2 separate regions of the Sus scrofa genome follow, and region 2 is linked to region 1. Evidence: chromatin contacts called from public HiChIP or PLAC-seq data. All regions are on one chromosome and are shown on one strand. Each heading gives the region's core, a stretch centred on a gene start, on an enhancer-like site or on the middle of the called end of the contact. The rest is flanking DNA. Distances are from core to core; before and after follow the strand shown.

Region 1 (6,227 bases), core at 531-3,030:
CTTTAGAGGCCAGGTAGGAGGGTAATTTCCTTAAAGCTCAAGAAGCTGATCAAAAACAGATGTTCTTTACCCAGGGTCCACTTATGCTTCTAATTTTTCCCTTAGAAAAAGGGGAGAGTCATTAGCTTCCCTTGGCTTCTCAAAGTGGTATATGACACCAAAAAGGTCATTCATGGTTGAATTAGAAGGTAATCTTTCCCAATTCTTTCAGTTCTTTTAGGCTATGTTTATATTTGAAAAACTAGTGATACCAAAAAAGAAATATCATGCAAGACTTCTCAGGTACTACCTAACCAAAGACAGAATCAACAAGAGATCATATAGACAAAAAGAAAGTGTAATCTGTAACAGTTTACATCTCTGTAGATCATTACTTTAATAACACTTTTCCAATCAATTATTCCTCCTTACTGTTTTTATAAACAAAGGACATCTAAGTATCTCCACTTTACAGATGAGAAAACAGTTATGAGGGCTATTGCCCACGGAGAAGTATTTCCTAACTCTGCCAGATGCTGACTCCTAGGCTAATCTTCTTCCCAGTGACAACAAGCAGGACAAGATTCCTTCTCAGGAGATTTACACAGTAAACCTAGCAGAAGGAAGTAAAAGCAGACATTTAGCTCCTTTTTGTTTTCTCTCTGGAATGTTTGTTCTGCTGAATCATTTGGGGCTAAAAGATCCGGGCAAAGAAGAGATTTGAAAGGGCTATCTGTGGTTACTATCTCATAGTTAATCATTAAATGTGAGCCAGCAAAGCAAAAGAGGGCTTTATAGGTACCACAACAGGGACTGAAAGGGAAATCACAATTTAGTACCTGCACAATAATGAACTGCCTCAACTTCCGGAGAAGCTCATTGATTGGGCTCAGACAAGCAGCAGCTATCAAAAAGAATTCCAGGTGGAAGAAATCAGATCTCCTATCCCCCTTTTCCTAATCATCCATGTGGACACCAACATCCTGTTGGTTCAGGGATTCACCAAGCTCTTTTCCTAAAGACTCATCCCAACCCCCACACTCCTGGCAATAAAGCCACCTCATGCTGCTTGAAGCCCTTCTCTGCACATGTTTTGGTCTGCAGATACTTGTTCATTTTAGAAGCGGAGGCAGAGGAAAGTGTTGAGAGGAGTTATGTGGAAGAGGGAAGGCCTGAGAGTTAGCTAAAGACGCAAAGAGCAGCTCAGTGAAATTAGCAGACGCGAATTAACTGACAGCACTAGGCAGCCAACCTCTAGCCTAGAGGAAGGCCTCGGGAGTGGGTGGGACTAAGGTTTCTAGGCCCCAGCAGACCGCGACAGACACGCTGGCAGGGCGGGAATCGAGCGTGTCTTAGCAACCGCAGCAGCCACTCCCACCCACTGCCTGTATCCCGAGCCCGCCATCCCCAGCCCCACCAAAAAATTCCTGCTCTTCGGGATGGGGTCCTTAAGTAATTACCGTACCTACGGGTTTACCATGTACCGGGTTACTCCTCTTCCAGAATCCCCCCCTCCACCAAGCCCGCCCAAGTGCCGCTCCCAGAGGCGGATCGAATGTATCCTAAAACACATTGGGGCCCACTAAGGAAGTGCGCCCGCTTTCGGTCCCGGACCCCGATCTTCCCTGGCAGGACCTCCCCAGTCCCTTCGCCGGACACACACACCTCAGCTCAGCCAACGCAAGGGCCAACAAACTACGTGTCCACCTGGAAATGTTGCGATCGACGGTCCTGTCACTCAGAGGAAGGGGGCGGGAGGAGCCTGCTGCACACCCCTACTCCCAGAGGGCGGTATGGAAAAAGAGGCGGGGCTCGACAGAGAGAGGCTGGACCAGCTTTAACTTGCGCTCCGATTGGTCGGTCTCTCTGCGAGGAAAAGCGAGAGCTCTGTGGCATTCCTTCCTTTTGACGAGATTGCCAAGCTTTGATACCTGTCTCACTAAATGACTGTAGTAACTGAAAATAAGGACTGCAGCTTATTTTATAAATATAAAATACAGAAATACGTGATTTTGATTGCTGAACTTTTCTCACCTGATGGACATACACACACACGCACTTCCTATCCACACTCTCTTGGGAGCATCCCTAGATAGAGGGATAAACCCTCTCTGAAAACAATGTTGTTTGCAAATTCAAGCTTTTAACAGACTGATCAGTTTAGTAAAGGTGATTCCTGAAGCCTGACCAACAACTAAGTTTTGGAGGTTTGTCCAGGTATTCAGTTTTCACACCTAAAAAATGGGAATGAAATATTGTTATTAGTTATTATTTGGAAAGCATTTGACAATTAAATGATTTATACCTTATATAAACCTCACAACACCCAATGAGAGATGTTGTCTTCAGCCTATAAAAGAGGAAACTGGGGATGAGAATTATATTGATTTGGTCGTTCTGCAGTCATTATTTTTATACTGTGGTTAAATGAATTTAAATTTCTTAAAAAATATATGCGACTTCCAATTTATTTTTTTCTCTGCTGATATATAAGCCACTTTCCTCTAGGCCAGGCCGTCATATCTTTAAAAACAAACACACAAACAAATGAAAACCTTGAGAAAGGAAACAGCATACAAAAAAAGAGGAGACAAGTATTAATAGACTTAACTAGAAGGGTCTCTGAAATCTTCCAAAGTATCAGGGCCTGGAATTGAGTCTAAAATGTAATTTTATTTCTGTCCTTCTAAATCTTTTGTTGGACTCCAGTTTCTCTTCCAGAAATAAAGGTAGTGTTAAATGAGATTATCTTAATACTCTTAACCAGAATTGCATGAGTAGCTTTAAAATAATAAAAATCCTTTTACTTTATTCCAATAGAGTACCAATAGTTAGTATATTATACAATAGAGTGTTTAATTCTATATTATAGCAGAAGTGTTTATCTTGTCAGATATAGTAGTAGGAAACGAAATTTTTAAAACTAAAACAATGCCTCTGGACAAGTGCTTTGAGATTCAATGAAAATGGCCACTATACTATGACGAAATTATTAGAATTAAAAAAACACACATCCCAACTGCAGATCATTTTATCCTCTTGTCCTGGTGAATTTCCAAGTTCTAAAAGTTTGCTGGCTATGAATTCCTCTGTACAAAAATGTTGATTTGTGGAGTTCCCGTCATGGTTCAGTGGTTAATGAACCCGACTAATATCCATGAGAGCGCGGGTTTGATCCCGGGCCTCGCTCAGTGGGTTAAGGATCTGGCGTTGCCTTGAGCTGTCGTGTAGATTACAGATGTGGCTCTGATCCCACATTGCTGTAGCTGTGGTATAGGCTGGCTGCTACAGCTCCAATTTGACCTCTAGCCTGGGAACCTCCATATGCCTTGGATGCAGCCATCAAAAGACAAAAAAAAAAGTCGATTTGTATGACTCATGATTCCCATTGTTTCTTTAATCTTTTAAAAATATTTGGTTTCACACTAAAAAGAATGTTATCTGATTATATATTAATAAGTACAATATATAAATAAATACTGTAATATTTAAATAAAAATGGTGAATTATTTACTTGAATCCATTTTCAATTGCATATCATGTAAGTATAGCAAATGTGTTAGTTTGAATATTCTCATATATATGAGATTATACATTTAAATAAATGTATTGTCTCCATGTAAATGTGTAATCATTGAAATAAACACAGCTGTATATTCCCCATAAGTAGAGTTCCAGATGTTTGGACCATATATATTCAAGTTTCTGGAACTCTACACCTTGGTGTCTATTTAAACATCTAGTGAAAAACAGTGTGCTACATATACATAGGAATAAATTTTCAAACTGTATCAACAGTGAGGTAATAAGGTTAGAATAGTGAGTAAGGAGTCTGCCAATGAACTTTTTATCTTGAACATATTCTTATGAGAGATCTTGTCCTTGCAAATTGTCAGCAAGTGGTTTACTGATCTATAAAGTAGGCACTAGCCAAATTACCCTGCATGAATATAACTACTGCAAGAGTCTTGCAAGCAGCTTTCAAAATAATTAAAGTCCAAAAACTGTTTCAAATTAAACTTTAATAGTCTCCACTTTCGTGTAGGACATTATCATGTTTTCCATGTCTCAATTATTTATTTTTCAGTTCATGATTCTTCACCAATATTTGGAACACATATAATCTAAAATTCCCTCATAGGCATAAATATATATTAGAAGAAATTATGACAAATATACTAACCAAATACCAAATAAAATACATATAGGGACAATGAGCAAGAAATAAATGGCTTCACAGAAAATTAAAACTTCCAAAAAAATGTTATGTATATGCTTATTTCTTTATCATATAATGACAGATTTTTCATTTAGTTAAATTTATGGTAAAAGAAATGTAAACTAGAATCTAATAATTACATGTGCTAACATCTTTGGTCTAGATGAATGTGCATATAGATTGAAATTTGAAAGAATCATTTTGGATCAATTTGCAGGTTTTATAATATTGTCAAAATGTATTAAATTCATTGACTACATTAAATTAAGAAATATAATATCAAATTACTTAATCTTGTTCAGCTGTCTTAAAGTTTGCCTTAAATTTTAAAAGTTGGATTATCCAAATTTACTTTCTCAGTTGCTGGAACTGGCTGCCTGGAATTAGTCAAACACATATATCACTATTCCGATGGGAACAGTCAGGAGGAGATTTGGGTGAATTTCATTTAAAAATTTTAAGAAATGATTTTTCATGTAAGTTTGTTTAAGAAATGACTATGATCTCCAGTCTATGCTTGAAAGTCTTAGTTTTAATCTATTGCACTCTATTTAGATCACTTAATAAAACCTGGGAAATAGATGGGCTTTCTTAAAGAAAACTTTCCTTTTCAAAACTCGGAACATTAATAAACTTTAAAAATATCTTGTCAATTTGTATAATATTTGAAATTACAGTTATTAGCCATATGTAGAATGTAGAAAGTAGTCTATGAAAAGAACTGACCTACATTATTAAATACATATTTCAATTTTTGTTTGCTTTTTGAATAGTAAAATGCAGTATCTCTGAAATTTAGAAAAAAGACCTCAAAATATTCTTCAGATGATATAATAACATATGCAATTATTTTGTAAACACAGAAAAATGTGGGTCACATATTTCAAATATTTTGAGGATTTAATTTCAAACTTACAGTTGCCAGATATTTCTTTAACGGGCAAATGACATATACATAAAAAGCACACTTGCAGCCAGTTAAAAATATTCACATTTACTTTTTTTCTCAGTTTATTGAGCATTTAACATTGGGTTAATACCAATGACATACTTCATGAACATTTCTGAAATCTGGATGCAGCTTATAATTCACTGATAGATTTTCTCCTTAGTGATACAGATAATAATATGCAGCCCTTGTGTATTACTGCCCCAGTTTCTCCAACTCCAGTATTCCAGAGTCCCCTTACTATGCTTCAGTTATTTCTTTGCTCATAGTCACTCACCACTTTTTAGTGTAATTTATACATAATTTACTTATTTACTATGTGAATTGTTTATTATCTTTCTTCACCTCGGAATGTAAGTTGCTTGAGGGTAGAGATCCATTTTGTCAGTTTTATTAATTGCTCCCTAGTGCCTGAATCAGTGCCTAGCTTCTAATAGGCACTCAACAAATTCTTTAATTAAATTAATTGTTGTGCATCACTATAATTGATTTAATTTCTTAATCTAGTCTAACACATAAATATGCCCCAATTCCTGCATCTATTGTCCTATGATAGTGCTTTGAGACTGATTCTAGGTGTGTTCAATAACGAATAGTTTTATATGAGTTTCCTGGTGTACATTTGCAAGAGTTTCTCTTTGATTTATAATCTGGAGTAAAACCACAAATTTGTAGAATGCATGAACATTCTAAATAAAAATATAATACCAAATTGTTTTTCCAAGGTATTGTATTTTGCCTTCCTGACAGAAATATTTCTGCAATTTAAATGTTTTTCTTTTCAGAAAAGCAAATTTTGGCTTTGTTAATTTTCTCTAAAATTTATTTACTATTTCATTGATTTCTGCTTTGTTATTTCTTTTTTTCTACTTAATTTTCTTATTTTTCTATGTCCTTATGGGTGTAAACTTTAAAAATTAAGTTAAACTTTTATTCATTAATAATACAAACATTTAAAACCAGAAAATTATCTCTAACAAGCATTTTAGTAATACCCCATAAATTTTGATATGTTGTGTTAATATAAGCCATTTGGAAGTCAGAATTTTTTTTTTCCTACACCTGTGACATATGGAAGGT
Region 2 (6,121 bases), core at 2,532-5,031, 890 kb before region 1:
CTAAGGGTGACAAACAATTTAACAAGTAAAGAAATTTAGAAATATGAAAGTTCATTTCTTCCTTCTAGATTTTAACTTATTGATGTATATACATAGCTCTTAAAAATCCTTGATTGTTTTCAAAGGATATTTACATTAACCCAATCTTATGTCTCTGTTTAACTTAAAAAGTTGTATGAGTTCATCATTTTAAGGCACATTTTAAAAATTAACCATGCATGCAAGTGCACTCTGTAAGCACATAGATAAAAATAACACCACTTCATAATAAATAACTTCTATAAAGCCAGAGATCACTTTTCCCTGCTTCCGCTATCAATAAAGTCTGTGGATCACTAGATGATGAATAAGGTGTCCATAAAACAAAGAACTTTTAAATGCCCCAACAGCCTACAAATAAATAGCTTTTCTCACTGAACTTACATAACTTACAGTAATAGACTCCAGTAAAATGTAACTGACTCGGTTTTTTTTCACATGCAAATCCTGCAGGTGCCAATTTTTCAGACTGCTTTGCTATGAAGGGCTATGTTGCCTGCATAAAACCTCAATGAAGAAGGGTTTGCATTCAGTGCCTGTCAGCTGATGTTCATATCAAAGAAGTGAGAAACAGGATTTGACAGTGAAGAATGTCCTAACCTGACAGCCACTGACCAGCATTCCTATTGGAAGCATTTCTTTCTCGTGATCCCTTTTCAATGTTTGGGGGAAAAAAATGGGTGTTTTGGGGTTTGGTTTTGGTTTTTTTTTTTTTTGGCTAAGCTTCTATTTTACAATACAATAAATGATAATGGCACCTTACATTTGTGTACTTCTTTGCAATTTATGGATACATTTGTGTACTTCTTTGCAATTTATGGAGTGCTCTTTTATCTGCAAATATTTATACTAATACCCTCAAAGGGAGAGCTCATCATTAAATACTAGCATCAAAAGCAGTATTTTACTTTTCTTCAGAAAAGGAAAACTGTAAAAATATTAAAAAGCTGCAGCACTGTTGCTACAACACATACTGTCCCATTTCCAGCAACTTACAATTCAACAGTGCAGTTTGCATTGTACTACAAGTAGAATGCCTCATATTAGGAAGGTCCTTTAAGGATCATTTTAAAATCAAATTATTAGCAGGTATTAATTAGTGAGTCACAGAGACTAAGGTTACAAAGGAAAATATCATTTCAAAGACTTATGGTCTGCTTTGAGTTGTCCAAACATTAAAGAAAAAAATAGACTGTTTTCTCTACTGCTTTTATTAGGTATGAACCGGACACAAGAGAAACTACATACTCAAACTCTCCCACTCAATATTTAGCTTTTTAAATAAAGTGACCGCTGTCTGAATGGTTTACAAAAAAAATTATTAATGCTTAAACAAAGACTTTTAACATAAAGTTCTTCTCTTAGTATAATCTTAAGATACAGTCAGTTTTTATGCACCCAGAATGAGCCTGATTCCTTGATTATTGGTTGGAATTTTTTACCTTTGAAAGAATAAACCAAAGAAATATCAAATAATAAATAAAATACAAGTAAAGCTATGATATAGACTTCAACTTCCTCAACATCCATCCTGGTCACAAAAGAAAAGCTTAGGTCAAACTAAGATTCCCTGATTAATACTGGGTGAGACTCTCAGACATCCCTTTTAAAATAACCAATAAATAATCAATAAAATGAAAGAAAATTAAAAAAAAGATCTTTGATGCACTACCTATGCTATCTGAAAGCCCTCACGATGTTAAAACTAGAATAGACATTAATGATAAACACGGGAGAAAAGATCCATAGAATTTTGAATTTGCTGTTCTTTGTACACATCATATCTGACAATCACCCAGGTTTAGGCAATGAAGGTTTAAGAAACTATTGTGTTTACCGATCTTTTCTAAAGAACTGTGTGACAGGAGAAACTGGGCACAACAGAACATTCACATGGGTCAAGGCAAAGAGCTGCAATAAACTAAAAGAAGGCCCCCAACACTAACAAACCGTTTATCACAGAGAAGCTGGTCAATTTGTATTCTAGTGAGTGTGGACTCACTGGGCACAGACCCAGTTTCACTCCTGTTCTATGCAAAGGCAGGGGTATGATAATAAAAGCCACTGAGTGCACTTATAAATGGTACAGATGTTTAAAAGGAGACTAGGAGGGAGAAAAACCCTGTAAAACAGATTTCAGTTCACACAGAAGGTAGAAAGAAAACGCTTTCGTCAGCAACCCAATCTTTATCAAGGGATAAATCAATTTGCAGCAGCTGTGGACAGCCATTTATATAAAGGCCCTGGGCAGATTAATTAAGGGAAGCGAAGTTAAAAATTCAAGGGGGCCCACAGTTACATTAAGCACATGAAGGTGGTCTGGCGTGGCCTCCCCAACCCTCCTAACCTTCCCTCCCTCGCCCTGGACCCTGTAGCTGGTCTTCAGTAGCTCCTTCACGAGGAATACTAGCGATTCCTAAATGCGACACTCTGTAGCCAGGCTGGGGCTCCTTGGGACTGAAGGTAGACAATCTTGAAGGATAGCTATGCTCAAAAGAATTCTGTACTGCGCTTTGCAAGGAATAAGGAAACCAAGGGCTGTAAGGCTCCGCAGCCAAATCCTCCAAACTTGAAAAGCCTGGGGGCGGGAGCGGGGTGGGGGGGGGGAGGAAGGGATATATTTTTAGTAACAGTCTTGGTTCACATCCTACTTCCCGGAATCAGTACGCAAACTTTTCCAAGGGTTGACTGCACTTACCCTCCTCCCCCCACCCACCCTCCAAAAAAAAGTTTCAAAAAACGGATTTAAGCGCCTTGTACCCATCTAACCATACTGACTTTAGGCGTCCTGGCCAGTTCAAAGTCTGACAGGGGAGAAGGGTCTGGGTGCGCAAACCAACCCAGCCCTTTCAAGGTTCGCAAAGAGAGCAGTGGGTGGCAGGGCCCGGAAAACGAAACGAATTCCCAGGACCCGGCTCCCCATCTGGCCTCCGCCAGGCGGGAGCTGCAGAGCACAAGGCTCTACTGCCCATTCCGGAGAGCTACAAGCCGAGTTAGGGCTGCGACGACAACACCCAGACGGCCGGGGCTGCGGGGCCCGGGGCGCGCGAAGGTCGGGACAGGAGCTACGCTGCCCATCGACCCCGGGCGGCAAAGCTCCAAACCCGTCACGGGCGAGAGACGCCGAAAGGCGCTCGAGAGGCTGCTGCCCGTCCCCTGGGGGCTTCCCACTCGAGCTCACCAAATGCCCAAGAGGAACACGGAAAGTTCGCAGGTGGGCGCAAAGCGCCTGGGTGCTGCTCGAAGGACCCCGACCCCAATAGCAGCCCGGTCTCAAAGTTAAGATTCTTCCTCTTCTGCTCCCAGAGCTAAGTTTTCCACCACCGAAAAGAGCCTTTCCTTCTAGTTAAAAAAAACAAACAAAAACAAAACACGGTGACGGTTTAGGGCCACCTGCCAAACGCACCGTGGATACCTTGACCAGTTGTTTGGTCGGGGTAAAAATAGGTATGATCTCCTGTTCACACATCATAATCGTGGAGAGGAAAGAAAACTGTTGTAACAGGCAGTGCGGGGAATCTAAGAGTAAAAATTGCATCCTTGGTGGCCCGTGAAGTTCAGTGTCAAAGCAGACTGGAGTCACTCGCAATGTTCTTCGCTCTAGTGCGTAGTTCTACCCTAGTTCAGAGACAATTACAGCCTGGAGCCTCTCAGCCGAATAATCCAAAGGAAGATGACAGTCATCAGAATAACAATTAATAGCAACAGCCTGGGGCCCGTCCCCGCCACCCGCCCGCCGGCCCAACCCTCCCGCGGGCACTTACACTGCACAGGGCCGGAGAGTCCCACCATCCGCCACAGGCTCCGAGCTGCAAATAAAACTTCCCGTCGTCTCTGCCTGCCCGCAGGGGGACTAGGCGAGGGCGCGGCGCCGCTCTCCTCGCGAGGCCAGAGTGTCCGAGGCCACTCGCCCACGCGCGCTTGCCACGAGGCCGTGGAGTCGCGCGGTGGAGCGCCTGCGGCCGCCAGGCGCTGCGCACTGCGAGTGGCGGTGCAAGGAGCCCGGGTCGAGGACGCCAGCCAAACGCAGCCTCCACGCAGAACCCAAGACTTGCGGAGCTCCGCTCCGCTCCGCTCCTCCCGCCCACCCTCCCTCCGCTTTTCTGTTGTTGCTGCTGTGGCAGACAAATGTGATGTGGGGCGCAGGGAATTGCCACTGTCACAGGCGGCGTCTGCGTCTGCCTCACCCGCCCTCGCTCACTCTCTAGGAAAGCGACGCATTTATCTGCAGGGCGGCCGGGCGTCCGCCGGGGAGCAGGAGCGCCGCGCGCTGTGCGCTGAGAGCGCCCGCACCCGGCCGGCTCCGGCGCGCGCCCGCGCCCGGGGCGCCGGGGCAGCTCGGGAGGGAGGCGGCAGCAAGGCAGCTACCAGGTGCAGGGAGGAGGGCCCGCGGCGGGGCGGGGGAAGAGGTGGAGGTGGGAGACATCTGTGTCGTGCAGGGGTCACGGAGGTCAAGTATATGTTAACAATGGGCAGGCTCGGCTCGCTAGGGCGCGCGGGCGGGCGGCCTCCCTCCTGGCCTCGCCCTCTCCGGAGCAGGCTGGACGTGGGGCTGGCTCCCTAATGATCCCTTCCCGGCCGCCTGCTCTCCTGCGGCCCGAGTGCCCTGCAGTAACCCAAGACGACCACTTTCCCCGGCCATCTGGAGCGCTCCTGGCTGCCCTGCCTGTGTCTCATCACTGGCTGGAGAGACAGCTCTGCTAGAAATCAAGCCACTCTCAGATCTCCTCTCTAATCCCCTTCTGTTAGCTGATTTCCAGACTGACTATTTGCTTTCGCATTAGATAATAGCCTTAGAGAAAACAATTATCATTTTCTTTTTTTCTCTTTGTTTTTCTACTTCTTCCATAGTATACCATTAAGAGGGGCCTCTTTCTCTCTCACGTTTTTGTTGGATGTATCCCCCTTCTCCAGACATTAATATCAATAATGGGGGGAGGGGAGTCCCTAAGGAAAAGATAGGGTGAAAGAATTCCAGATATTTCCAGAGTAAATAAATAATCTCCCAGTGAACAGGACTGAGTGACAGTTTGTACAGAGCAAAAAGGGTTTGAATAATAATGAAAATATTAATATGTAGGTCAAATATGATCAGATAATGGCTTTCAATGATAAGTAAAATGAAATCTTTTAAAATTATTATGGAACAGTGCCACAACTGCAAATGTTATTATTTTAGTTCAACAATTTGAAATCCTACTCTGAACCTGTTTTTTTTTTTTTTTTTTTCCCCAACTGGCCTAAATCAGCGCAAAATGTCCTGTGTATAAGTTTCTAAATCTCATCTTTACAAAGGAAGAAAATGCTTGAGATAGACTCAGAGTGGGCCTGATGCAGTGGGAACTGATGAGACATTCCTGGGTTTTATTTTTTTAACGGTGCTTCAAATATTTAATAGTGTGTGAACTCCCTTCCCCCATCCTTTTAAACCCAGCTGGAGCTTCCAATTCTGAAGTCTTTTCAGACTCTACTAATTTTTTTGCAATTCATTTTCAGAAAACACTCATTGTACATTCTGCCTTCTCCTTGGGACATTTGACTAATGAATTATAATGGATTAATGAATTGTAATGTTAACTCTTGGTATTTGATATGATGCTGTTAATTTGTATCTCAAATTTTATCAAGTTGTACGTTCTATAGTAATTTCTGTATTACAGCTCCTTATTTTTTGCTACCCTTGCAAACTTAACAGCCTGAAAAATCTTAAAATATAAAATTTTTATGTCTGCTACTCCTTCTTGTAGGAAATAATCAAAGCTTACTTATGTATTCTTTAAAGAATCAAAACATTTTATTACTTCATTATTCTATTACTTGTATTACTTCTTCTGTCCCCAAATTGAAAACCAAGAACTTAGAGTCTGGAACTACACATTTATCCTTATCTAAAATTAATAAAGTGACATCTGAATTAGGATTTTTTTTTGTGAAATACTGTTACTTCTAAAATCATATTTTAAAATTTAGAAATAAAGTAAATCAACAGTTTGGGACATTAAAAAAAAGGGAGAAATAAAATATGCATATCATGCTACATTTTTCTTCTTCCTGTAAATTGTGCCAAAATAGATGTGAAAGC

The links. HiChIP or PLAC-seq counts read pairs in DNA pulled down with a chosen protein or histone mark.
Region 2: a contact with region 1 is called in an H3K27ac HiChIP or PLAC-seq map of skeletal muscle, with 7 times the contacts expected there. The contact joins the promoter of RUNX1T1 here to the promoter of TRIQK in region 1. A contact is called at or near these places in 2 of 5 promoter capture datasets (fetal liver and fetal skeletal muscle), 2 of 47 Hi-C or Micro-C datasets (embryonic fibroblasts and heart right ventricle) and 1 of 2 datasets of contacts at active chromatin or transcription factors (skeletal muscle).

The regions. Positions count from the first base shown.
Region 1 is chr4:43,703,392-43,709,618 of Sscrofa11.1, reverse strand. TRIQK (triple QxxK/R motif-containing protein) reads right to left here and starts at 1,780. Exons shown (of 5, transcript XR_002343224.1): 1 at 1,645-1,780.
Region 2 is chr4:44,597,952-44,604,072 of Sscrofa11.1, reverse strand. It overlaps RUNX1T1 (protein CBFA2T1), which reads right to left and starts at 3,781. Exons shown (of 15, transcript XM_021089123.1): 1 at 3,221-3,781; 2 at 1-2,617.